Regions from separate parts of the Gossypium hirsutum genome. Here region 2 is linked to region 1. A link is a contact called in public Hi-C data. All regions are on one chromosome and are shown on one strand. Each heading gives the region's core, a stretch centred on a gene start, on an enhancer-like site or on the middle of the called end of the contact. The rest is flanking DNA. Distances are from core to core; before and after follow the strand shown.

Region 1 (5,578 bases), core at 1,958-4,457:
AAAAAAACATATTATCTGTCACATGTCGGTCATATATTGATTATTTTTGCTACCTCATAAAAAATAATATTGTTAGTATATTGGAGTAATTTGTAAAACATTCGACAAGTTCAAATACCAAATCGAACAAAAAAGAAAGATTAAGTATCAAGTTAGAAAAAGGAATCAAGTTCAGGTACCAAATTGGACCCCTAAAAGATTAAGCACCAAGTTAAGAAAAAGTGTCAAGTTTCGGTGTGAAATTAGAAAAAAGTGTCAAGTTTAGGTATCAAATTAGACCCAAAAAAAAAATTAGATAATAAATTAAGGAAAAAGTATCAAATTTAGATACCAAATGTTATATTAAACGAAATAAATATTAAATGCTGAAAGAAGATTGTGATAGTTTAATAATTGATTAAGCTTTGATTTGCTACTTGTTGAACTATATATATAACTGTTTGTGAAGGCCCAAAAGTCTTTTTGGGTACCTAAAGGCCAATAAGTTTGGTGTTTGAGACTTTACCGATGCATGCCCATTGCCAGGTTTATAGTCTTGAGATTGAAGCAATAATCCCCCATGTTCTAAAAATTGAAGATGAGAACTTCAGTCTTCGTAGCAACTAGGAACATAAGCCTGGTCTGCATAGAAAGTATACCAAGAAGAAGAGGGAGGAGAAAAATATAAGACATAATTGGGAGGATAATTCTTCCTTATAGAACATATATATACATATATCATACGTTTCATTATGCTCTTATATGCTTCACCTTTCAATTAACTTATTGGGTTAATTGAAAACAGTTACTGCCTCTAAAATATCTAAATATATGTTTTATTCCACTATAATTTTTTCATGTTGCATGAGAGCTACATCTTTTTAATATACTTATATAGCAAATGTTACATCATGTCATGTATTATTTGTAGAATACATTAGTTTCCTACAACATTAAGATATGCTATCTCATATTCTTAGAGTACTTCAACATTTTCGTAAGATTGAAGGAGATTTTTATTCACATATAATGATCTTACAACTATCGAAGTGTTTAATAGATGTGTTTTATTCATACAGAATTTCTTTGAAATCATTTTTGTGTAAGATGATGGATGGACATAAATCTTGATTACCCTTTTATTGTCTTTCACCTATATTCTTTTTCTGGTAGTTAGAAGTATTATTACTATAATAATCACACGGCTACTTATTATGTCCCAACTATATCCCAACCACTAGCTACAACTATGACCACGATAGAGACATTTATATTTTTTACTTTTAAAATTGTTATGTATACTATACTCACTTCAACAAATGGAGCAAAACAAATGAAATTAATTTTACGGGTTTTTATAAATAACTCATTAACTAGATATATGCTTAATTTAAAATACTCTTTTTAAAAAAAATCACAATATTATTGCTATCGAAATTCATTAAATGCATGAAAATTGAAAATGTCCTCTTTAGCAAGTCAATATCAACATAAAACGAATGGCCACCATGGATGCAAAAAATTTGAGACCATTTCTACATATGTTGTTGAAAGATTGAAGGAACTTCATCTAGGATAATGGGATTAGCTTCTCAGACTTCACAAAGCATGATAAAACCTTCTGTTGCCCAGTATACAAATCCACAGTTATCACATGATCTATTTATGGAACCGGCTTTTAGTGCACACATTGAGGTTTCTAATGGAGAATGCAAACATTGATATAAAACATATTTGTGGAAAGCCCTCAATCATGCCCAGTTCATTGCTACCACCATATCAAAGGATGGTTCAAGGCCCAATAGGAGTTCCATCTCCTGAACCAAGAAATGAAGGAGAATAAGAAAATGAGCAGTAGAGTCCCTTAGTGTTTGAACATCTTTTTAATGTTTTTGAACTATTATATTTTCTTTTTATTTTGGACATTATTTCTTGGGATGTTTTTATTTTAGTTTGGTTTGTAAGAACTGTGATTCGAACTTAAATTACTCTTAAAAAAATGAATACTTATTAATAAGTAGTAATTCAAGTTCAAAGTAGTTTTTATATATATATTGTGTTTCTCTTTTCTTTTTCTTTTTTTGTGTCATTATAGATCCACCCACTACGACCAAATTTAATTATTTAAGAACTGTGGAGGAAAGAGAGATTTTGTTATTCCTATTCTTTAAACGTTGAAGAAATAATTTATTTAGTTGATCAGAGAACTTTAGCTATAGTTAGAAACCAATAAAAATGAGAACTTAATTGATTGTATTTGTTTAGTAAGCATGCTATTATGCCAATGGAAAGAAGTAATTGATGCTACATAGTTGGAATGTGACTGGGACTGGGATGTTTTCACTTAGTATTTTTCTTTCTTACTTTATTTATGCATAAATTGTAATATATTGTGAGTAGCAAATTATTGAATATCTCTCGTCATGTTTGTAAAATCTGATAATTTATTACCCTTAAATATAGTAAATGGTTTCAATTGTGTGTGCAAGTACACACCTTAGTTATTGTAAGAGGGTGTAAGTAGTGTTGACTTGCAACCTTAACTTGCACCTAGACTATATTATGAAGTCGGGCTAATGTAAAATTTTAGGTTTAGATTCGGCATGACTTGAATAAATAGGTTTAAATTTTTGTATAAGCTCGGATCAAATAAAAATGTTAAACCCAAGTTTGACCCGATTGTATTAAAAAATTATATTATTTTTTATATAAAAATATTTTAAAAATATAATTCATCAAATACACTAAAAACATTAAAATAAAAATTTCCTAATAAATTGAAAATGCATTAAAAAAAGTTTTTGTACTTAAATAACACTAAGATAGTTGCAAATTAGCAAGGAAAAGCATCTAAAAATAGTAGTAAAATTAATAATAAAACAAGAGTTGTACAATATTCAAACAATAAAATAGTAGGAATATAATAGCAAAATAGTAGCAAAACAATATCAAAATGGCAGCAAAACAATAGTGAAAAATAAATTAGGGAAATTCAGGTCGGGCTTGAACCAAAAAAATCTTACCCGACGCTCGACCCATTTAGAAAACGGGCATTATTCTTTGTCCAAACCTATTTTTGAGACTATATTTTTGTCCAAACTCTCTCACTTTTGGGATGAATTTTCAGAATTGAGCCAGTGACCTGGCCCATGGTTAGATATACTTGAACTCTTATGAGAGGCGGAATATGGTTCTTATTTTGGAATGGACTTCATGCCCAAAATAGTGGGCCTAGGTGCCCAAGAAACGGCCTCATGGTGATTATGTGGGTCCTAAAACAGGCTTCTAAGCCCATCCTTGTTGAGCCAAGTTGAGGGCTTTGGTTTGGTCCGACCTAGCAATCGTGTCAAACACTTAAATGTCTTGATGTGGTTCGAAATTTTCTGTATCTAATTAAACGGATTTAATTCCATTTTACAGTCGATAATTGAAATAAATAATAATATTATGACCCAAAAATGTTAAAAAAATTGTAAAATTTATAATAAATGGGTCGAAACATTGCCACGGTTCACTAAACACATTAGGTTTTCTATACTGCGAGTACCAGAAATGGAGGCTGAGGAACAAGACTCGTCCACCCAGTTGACTTGAAAATGAAATCCGAATCACCCATTACAAAATTGCTGCTTAAAATGGACATGCTTCATATGCCTGTCTTCCATTCTCATATCCGTAATTGTTTTCGATTTGCTTTGCATGGTAATAAAAAATTTGAAAAAATTGTAAGAGATAGAGAAGAACAGCAAAAAACCATTACATCAAACACTCAAATTAAATCTGCATAAAAACCTTACAATTAGCTAACAATAAATTAATCACGGAAGATACTGGCTCCTCAAACCACAGTATATATTTTTGTTTTGGGAAGTATTCTTTTTAGATTTAATATAAAATAAAATAAATACCCTTGAATTAATATTTATTGCTTTATTAAAATAAATGCTTTTTTATTATATAACAACTGAGCTGAGACCTAATTATAAGTCACACCATCCCAATCAAAATGAAAATAATATTATTAAAAGTTACTACAATTTGTAGTCTATGTATGTATAAGTTGTGAAGAAACTTTTGAATCGGTAAAACATATTTTATTGTCCATTATATTATTAAATTGATATTAGACAATAATATTTTAGTATATTAACAAAAATAATATTAATTAAAAATATATTTATTAGATAAATTCATAATAATATTGAAATAAATTTTGTATTTATATTCATTTACACTTATTATTTTAGATTAAATATCAATCAATAGATGTTATAGTTATATACTAATTAAAATGAAGATTTAGCACTATAAATAAATACATTAACACCAAATAATTGTGCATTTTCATTCAAATAGCATTAAAGAAAATATCCGAAAAATCAATTTTTAGTTGTTTTGCTTCAATCATCAAAAAATGTTTGACTTCCATTTTAATTAATATGTTTGACTTTTATTATTATTTGATTATTGGTACTTTTATTATATCTATCAACTAATAGTTATTTATATAATGTAGATTAAATAGAGATTGCTAACATGGATAAATTAATTAAATCTCAAAAATAATTGAGTATATAGAATATCGATTGTCTTCTCTAAAAGTTTCAACAGTGTTATTAAAATATTGTTTGTCTACTGTTCTTTTACCCATCTCCTAAGGATAAAGTCAAATCATAGGACGTTGCTTCTTTCTCTTAATTTTCCAAAAGGACGCCCCTTTAGATTTTTGGCAGGTCGGGTGGAGATCTTAATTTCTCGATTTTTGTTAAGGAAAAGTGGTGCTTCCAGAGGAACATAGTTGAATCTCTGTATCATTTTACCTACAATATTAAAGACTGGAATTATTTAGTTTATGATCGTTTAGAGGTCTGTAAAACGAAATTGATGCAAAAATTGGCGAGTATCCAAAGGGCCTTAGAATAATCAGATTCTGCTTACTTAAGTCTTTTATAATTACAGCTTTAGGAGGATTTGGAAGATGTGTTTCACCATGAAGAGCTACTTTGGAAGCAGAAAGCAAGATGTGACTGGCTGCATTTTAGGGAAAATACTAAGTTCTTTCATTCCCGTACGATTCAGAGAAAGAAGCACAACATGATCTCAGCCTTAAAGAATGATACTGGTGATTGGTTGTTTGAAGATAAGGATCTCCAGGCTGAGGCAATTAAGTTCTTCCAGAAGTTGTATATTGAATTATCGGATAGCATAACTTTTTTGCTTTCTGATTCTTTTCTTAAACTTGATCTTAATAATGAACTTTTCTTGGGAAAAGCAATTTTAAATGAAGAGATTAAGACTGCACTGTTTGATATGGCACTGTTTGATAAAATTCCCCAAGTAAATTTTTAAGTCCAATAGTGTCTCTCTAGTCTAGTTAGTTAGAATGTCTATTAGAAAAAGTCCCTGTTTCAATCCTACGTTTTCATCTAGCGGTCAAAACTTCTCTTTCAGTGATTACTATAGAGATGATTATAATCACATACTCGTTTTACCTTGTTTGTTAATATAAGGCATTACCATTGTTATTTCAGCTTCTTTTTCTGTGTATATAAATAAACTGGTTAATAATAAAGTCCTGATAATAATATGATTATTCTTA
Region 2 (5,578 bases), core at 788-3,287, 110 kb before region 1:
TTCCAGAAACAAGCTAGATAATTGCCTGACTCACTGGTTGTAAATGCAAACTGACCATGAGTTGCATTTTCATTGTGGTGAAGATTGTTCCCAAAAGGGGATGTTACCTAAAGAACAAGATATAAGGTGTTGTAAGTTTGAAAGTAAATTACTTATTCGATATGTGCATCACCATGTTAAAACTATTAATAGTTGGAATGAGTTTCCCTGATAAATTCCAAAACACATAAAAATTAAAATCAATGATCTCAATATCGCTCCAACCCTTCGTTTTTCTTAAAGCACCTGAATCTGAACTTATTGAAAGATATCTTACTGCTTGTAGTTCATTTCAAACTCATTAATATCAATCATTTGAGGATAGTAGGAAGAAAATTCCATGTAGATGACCTCATCTAGTTTGGTTTCGGCTGAGCTACAGATAGTTGTCATAGTTGTCAACTCGAACACAAAGAGTATCAAATGCAAAAGAAGCTTCAATGACCAATTAATTTTACTTTTACTATTCCTCGAAGTTAAAGGGATTCTTCAACCATACCAAGGTAACCAAACAAATTTTTTTTTTCCACCCTCAAGACTTTTCCATCAAACAGAAAGGATAGTTCTTCTGCAGATTAAGAAACAAAAAGAAGCACCTAAGACTTCCCTTGAGGGGTGGCCTAGGACCTGAAGGCACATATCTTATCCCCATGTTCATGGCTCAGCTAACAGCATATAGGATTAAAAACATATACTTATAATTTAAACTGAAGAAAAGAACTTATTCTGTCAATATTCATACGGATCCATTGAAGGATCCTAAAGTATCAAAGGGTAATTTCTGACCTTAGCCAAAAAGAACTCCCATTCATATTAAAAAAGGAAGATTAAGCAAAGGTTTACTCTTGGATATGACTTGCCCCATAAATACAGATTCTAGACATCCTTGACACTGGCAAAAGGATACAAAATCATACCCATAGTAAGGCTAAGCCAAGATATATGACATTAAAATCGAACATTGTTATACCTAACCCCTCGCCCAGAGAGGCTCGCCAAACCCGCACACGCCATTCACGGGTGCCACCACCAAGTCGCATTAGAGTCCACTCAAAAGCTCCCCCAATCACATTTCATAGAATCGCTCAAGACTCTACTGCTGGCTCTACAACTCCACACAATCACACCCTAGTAGAGCACTCCAATGCTCTACTAATAGCACTCAAATGACCCTCTATTGTAGGACACCTGTAAGGAGGCCAGGTCAAGTTCCTCTATATAAGCTCTCTCCTCCATCTCCAGGAAGAGGCAGGTGCTGAATACAAGGCCGATACTCTACCCAAATCCGGCCACACTGACCAAACTCTCCAAATCATCTTCCCAATAAACTCTCGACACACAGTGTGAACCCCTTCAGATCACCAAACTCAAACCTTGTATCAACAAAACATAAAAAGTAGCAACATAATCACTGATCAACTAAACCAGTAAAAGCTTCAACAACAAAAATTTCAGATGAAGAACGTCAAAAGTTGCAAACCCATTAAACTACAAGTATTGAAATTGTAAAAAGAAAATTGAAGAACTCAGATAAACCCAGATGGAGAATTTGGTTGAAAAGGTAAAAGAATTACCCGGGCAGAGATGGTGGGGATATGATCAGGGTTGTTTTCATCGATCACATAATAATCACCTAAAACGACAACGTTGCTCTGGATCTCCTCGGAAACACACTTGGTTCCTGAACTTGGAATCGTTAACCATATAGCTTCAGCAACCGGTAATATATTACTGTTCCTCGTTAAACATAGTACCAAGATTATAGGCAGAAAACACGCCGCACGACCGCCAAAAACCATGCCTTCGTTCATTGTTAAAGGCGAACAAAACCCACAAAAAAAGGACTCTTTTCGCTTCCTTTCTCTGTTTCTTTCTTTATTTTTAAGTTCAATATGTTTGCTGGGTTTGATAGCTAGTCGTAGACTCGTAGTTGTCAGAGTCAAACGGTGGAAAACACGCGCCGATAACTGGGAGTGAGTTTGGTGTATGGGACAATTAAGAGAAAGGTCATATAAGAGTTGCTGTGATCGACCAATAATAATGTTCCAGCTAAGAAATTTTAGGATTGAACTGCAATGTCAAAGCCACGACCACGCGCTATTTTTAATAAGGGTAAATTTTATTATTAGTCCCTTAACTATTAGCATATTTTTATTTTGATATTCAAACTACAAAACTTTTAATTTCATAATAAATGTTTTTCAATTGATTCTGTTTTTATCACCCTCCATTAAATCCTTAATGGAAATGATATACAAAAGTTAGCTCTCCTATCATATTATATATGTATTAGTAGTTTTAGGAATACTTATATACTATAGAGAGGGATCCACTTAAATCGATGTAAAATTAAAATAATTTTACATTCTCGATTAATATTTTATCGATCTAACATTCACATTTTATATTTCATTTATATAGATCATACATGAAAATTTTAATGTAAATTAAAATTTTCTAACAATTTGTTTTATTTAAAAAAATTCTAGTCGTTCAATAAATATTAATATATATATATGTGTGTGTAGTATTTTAGATCTATATGATAGAAATATCAGATCAGCTTGAAAATTTACATGCATAGCAAGTATAACTACATTGTTAAATTCAACGATTGAATTGTTAAAATATTAATTGTTCAAAGAGATACAAAAGGGTGTAAAACTATTTGTATAAGCGGATCCCTCCCTATATAATATATTATTATATTATGTAATAATATATAATCTATTAATTGATCCAATTCACGTAAATCGTTTGGTAAATTCGATTTTTACTTCGGATTAATGAATTGTTATATATAAGTACTAATAGTTTCAAAATATAATATTACATTATGTAATAATATATCGCGTACTGCAATAGTAATACATAATATATTAATTATCATTATATATTATTGTTTATTATTATCTTGGTTAAAATATGCTCTAAGTCCCTAAGTTCTTTGTACATTTGAAAGTTAGCCCTACTACTATATTGAATAATGCTATATTATATATAACATATTAATAGTTTATATATTATAATATTATGTAATACTATATCTTTTATTATAATATATAATATATCATAGCTATATATATATGTATTAAAGTTTTAGTAAAAATTACTACTATATTATTATAGACATAATACTAAAAATAGCCCCTAAAGTTTGACATTTGTTCACTTTTGCCCTTTATCTTTTTTTTAGCACTTTAATCCTTAACGTTATTATTTTTTTTGTCAAATTGATCTATTTTTAATGGACATGTTGGTGTGACTGTTAATTGACTAATTGTTAACATTAAAACCAAATTAAACAATCAAATTGAGCCAATTCAAACAAATCGATTGGTAGGTCTAACTCTTAGTTATATACACACACACATATATATATATGTATGTATTAATAGTTTTGAAATATATTATTACATTATGCAATAATATATCACATACTATAATAGTAGTACATAATATATTAATTATTATATATTATTATTTATTATTATGGTTGAAATATGCTCTAACTCCCTATACTCTTCATACTATATTATATAGAATGCTATATTATATCATATCATAGGTAATATATTAATAATTTATATATATGCATTAATGATTAAATATAATTGGTTAATATATTCATAGTTTATATAATTGGAGTCAAAAGTTGTTAGGATCGTCCCGAATTAGCAACGAACAAGTAAAAATAGTAGAAGAAATTGAGAAGATGAACACACAAATTTAACGTGGAAAAACCCCTCAAAAGAGGATAAAAAACCACGGGCAAAGATAATTTTACTATAATGGCAAAAGAATGAAGAGTACAAAAGATGGAGATAAAAACTAAACCCCAAAAACCCGAAAAACAAAGAACCCTCAAACGTAAACACAAAATTCTCTGAATGTGTTATGAGTTCTAATCTAATGGGTGTCTCTTTTTCTAAGATTGTAAAGGAGCCTATTTATAGGCTAAATTAGTAAGTCAAATAAACTATACTAATAAATGCTAAATATATTATACTAATAAATACTAAATCTTCTAGAAAGAAAATATATTTTTGTTTAACTTTACTTGTAAGCAATCTCTTAGAATTTGGGTCACACAATTCTAACAATCTCCACCTTGACACAAATTCTTTCAATGCCATCTTTGCCAAAACCCGCCACGGGCCTATCTTGAACTATGCAGGGAATTAACTGAGTCGAATCTATACTTAGAAGCTGGAAGACTTCTAGCCTTCGACTTGTGCACTGCCAAATCAAAACTAACCCGGGTCTGATTTTCACGAATACAGTGCCCTAACTTTTCAAAACCTGCATCCAAAAGAGAACCTCTCTTCAACGAAACGGTCATACCTTTTTCCCTCCTATGACAAAGTTGCCTCCGCTTCAAATGAGTTGACTTTGACTCCGTAACGGACGAGGGACGTCCAATTTGACCGGTCACTGTAGAACCTTCCAGAATATAAAGACTGCCGGTTCTTTTACCTTTTAACAAAACGAGAGCTCCACGAGATACTTTAATGTCGCTCGACTCGATGTTGATTTTGCATCCTTTCAAGTCTAAAATACTCAAGGAGATGAGATTCTTTCGTAAATCAGGTACATACCTGACATCTGAGAGTGTCCTAATCGTCCCATCGTGTATCCTGATTTTAACAGTACCAATATCGATTATTTTACTAGATGAATCGTTTCCTATGTGCACAACTCCACCTTCAACTGAACTGTATGTGGAGAACCATTCTCTATTGGGACACATGTGGAAAGAACATCCTGAATCTAGGATCCACTCAGACGTAAGCTTGGAATTATCGCTCGTTGACACTAACAAGAAATCATCACCGCCTTCATCGACCAAATTAGCACCAGCTACATCTTCCTCGTTACTCTCAGCAGCTCTTTTATTTCGCAGTTTATAACAATCTGCTTTGACGTGACCTAACTTTTTGCAATAGCGACACCTTTTGTCTCGTTTCTTTGATGCTACCAAAACGGAAGCTTGTCTATCTGCTTTGCTATTCAAATCAAACTCATTGTCGAGTTTGTCTCTACTCAACAAATGACCCTTCACATCTTCGAACGAGAGTTTGTCTCTGCCATAAATCAGGGTCTCCCTGAAAGACTTGTATGAAGAGGGTAAAGAACACAATAATAGCATAGCTTGATCTTCATCGTCAATATGAACCTCAACGTTCTTTAAATCATTTAAAAGAGTAATGAATTGACTGATGTGATCTTTAAGAAGCTCACATTCGTTCATGCGAAACGTAAATAGACGTTGTTTCAACACTAAACGGTTAGCCAGAGACTTAGTCGCATAAAGAGTTTCTAACCTTTTCCACAAGGCGAATGAGGTCTTCTCCATCAATACCTCCTGCAATACTGTATTCGCGAGGCACAACTGGATTGCAGACAAGGCCTTTTCATCAAGCTCTTCCCATTCTGTTTGATTTAGATTCTCAGGCTTTTTCCCTGTAACAACCTTTTTCAAGCCATTTTGAACTAGAATTGCCATCATCCGAACTTGCCACAGATTGAAATTTGTCTC

Evidence for each region. Hi-C and Micro-C count contacts between places; a contact is called where the count stands out from the background.
Region 2: a Hi-C map of leaf shows a contact between it and region 1, with 2.7 times the contacts expected there. The contact joins the promoter of LOC107962500 here to the enhancer-like site in region 1. A contact is called at or near these places in 10 of 34 Hi-C or Micro-C datasets (anther, hypocotyl, leaf and 2 more).

The regions. Positions count from the first base shown.
Region 1 is chrA06:6,933,005-6,938,582 of Gossypium_hirsutum_v2.1, reverse strand. No RefSeq gene overlaps it. Among protein-coding and RNA genes, the nearest start is that of LOC121230375, 8.1 kb to the right of the region's middle. Within about 2 kb of position 3,207, at least 6 of the 9 cell types and tissues checked have an H3K27ac peak or open chromatin away from gene starts, as enhancers often do. A contact at or near this core is called in hypocotyl and leaf, where this site is marked.
Region 2 is chrA06:7,038,551-7,044,128 of Gossypium_hirsutum_v2.1, reverse strand. LOC107962500 (transmembrane emp24 domain-containing protein p24delta5) reads right to left here and starts at 2,037. Exons shown (of 4, transcript XM_041115000.1): 1 at 1,614-2,037; 2 at 1-107. The coding sequence starts at 1,850.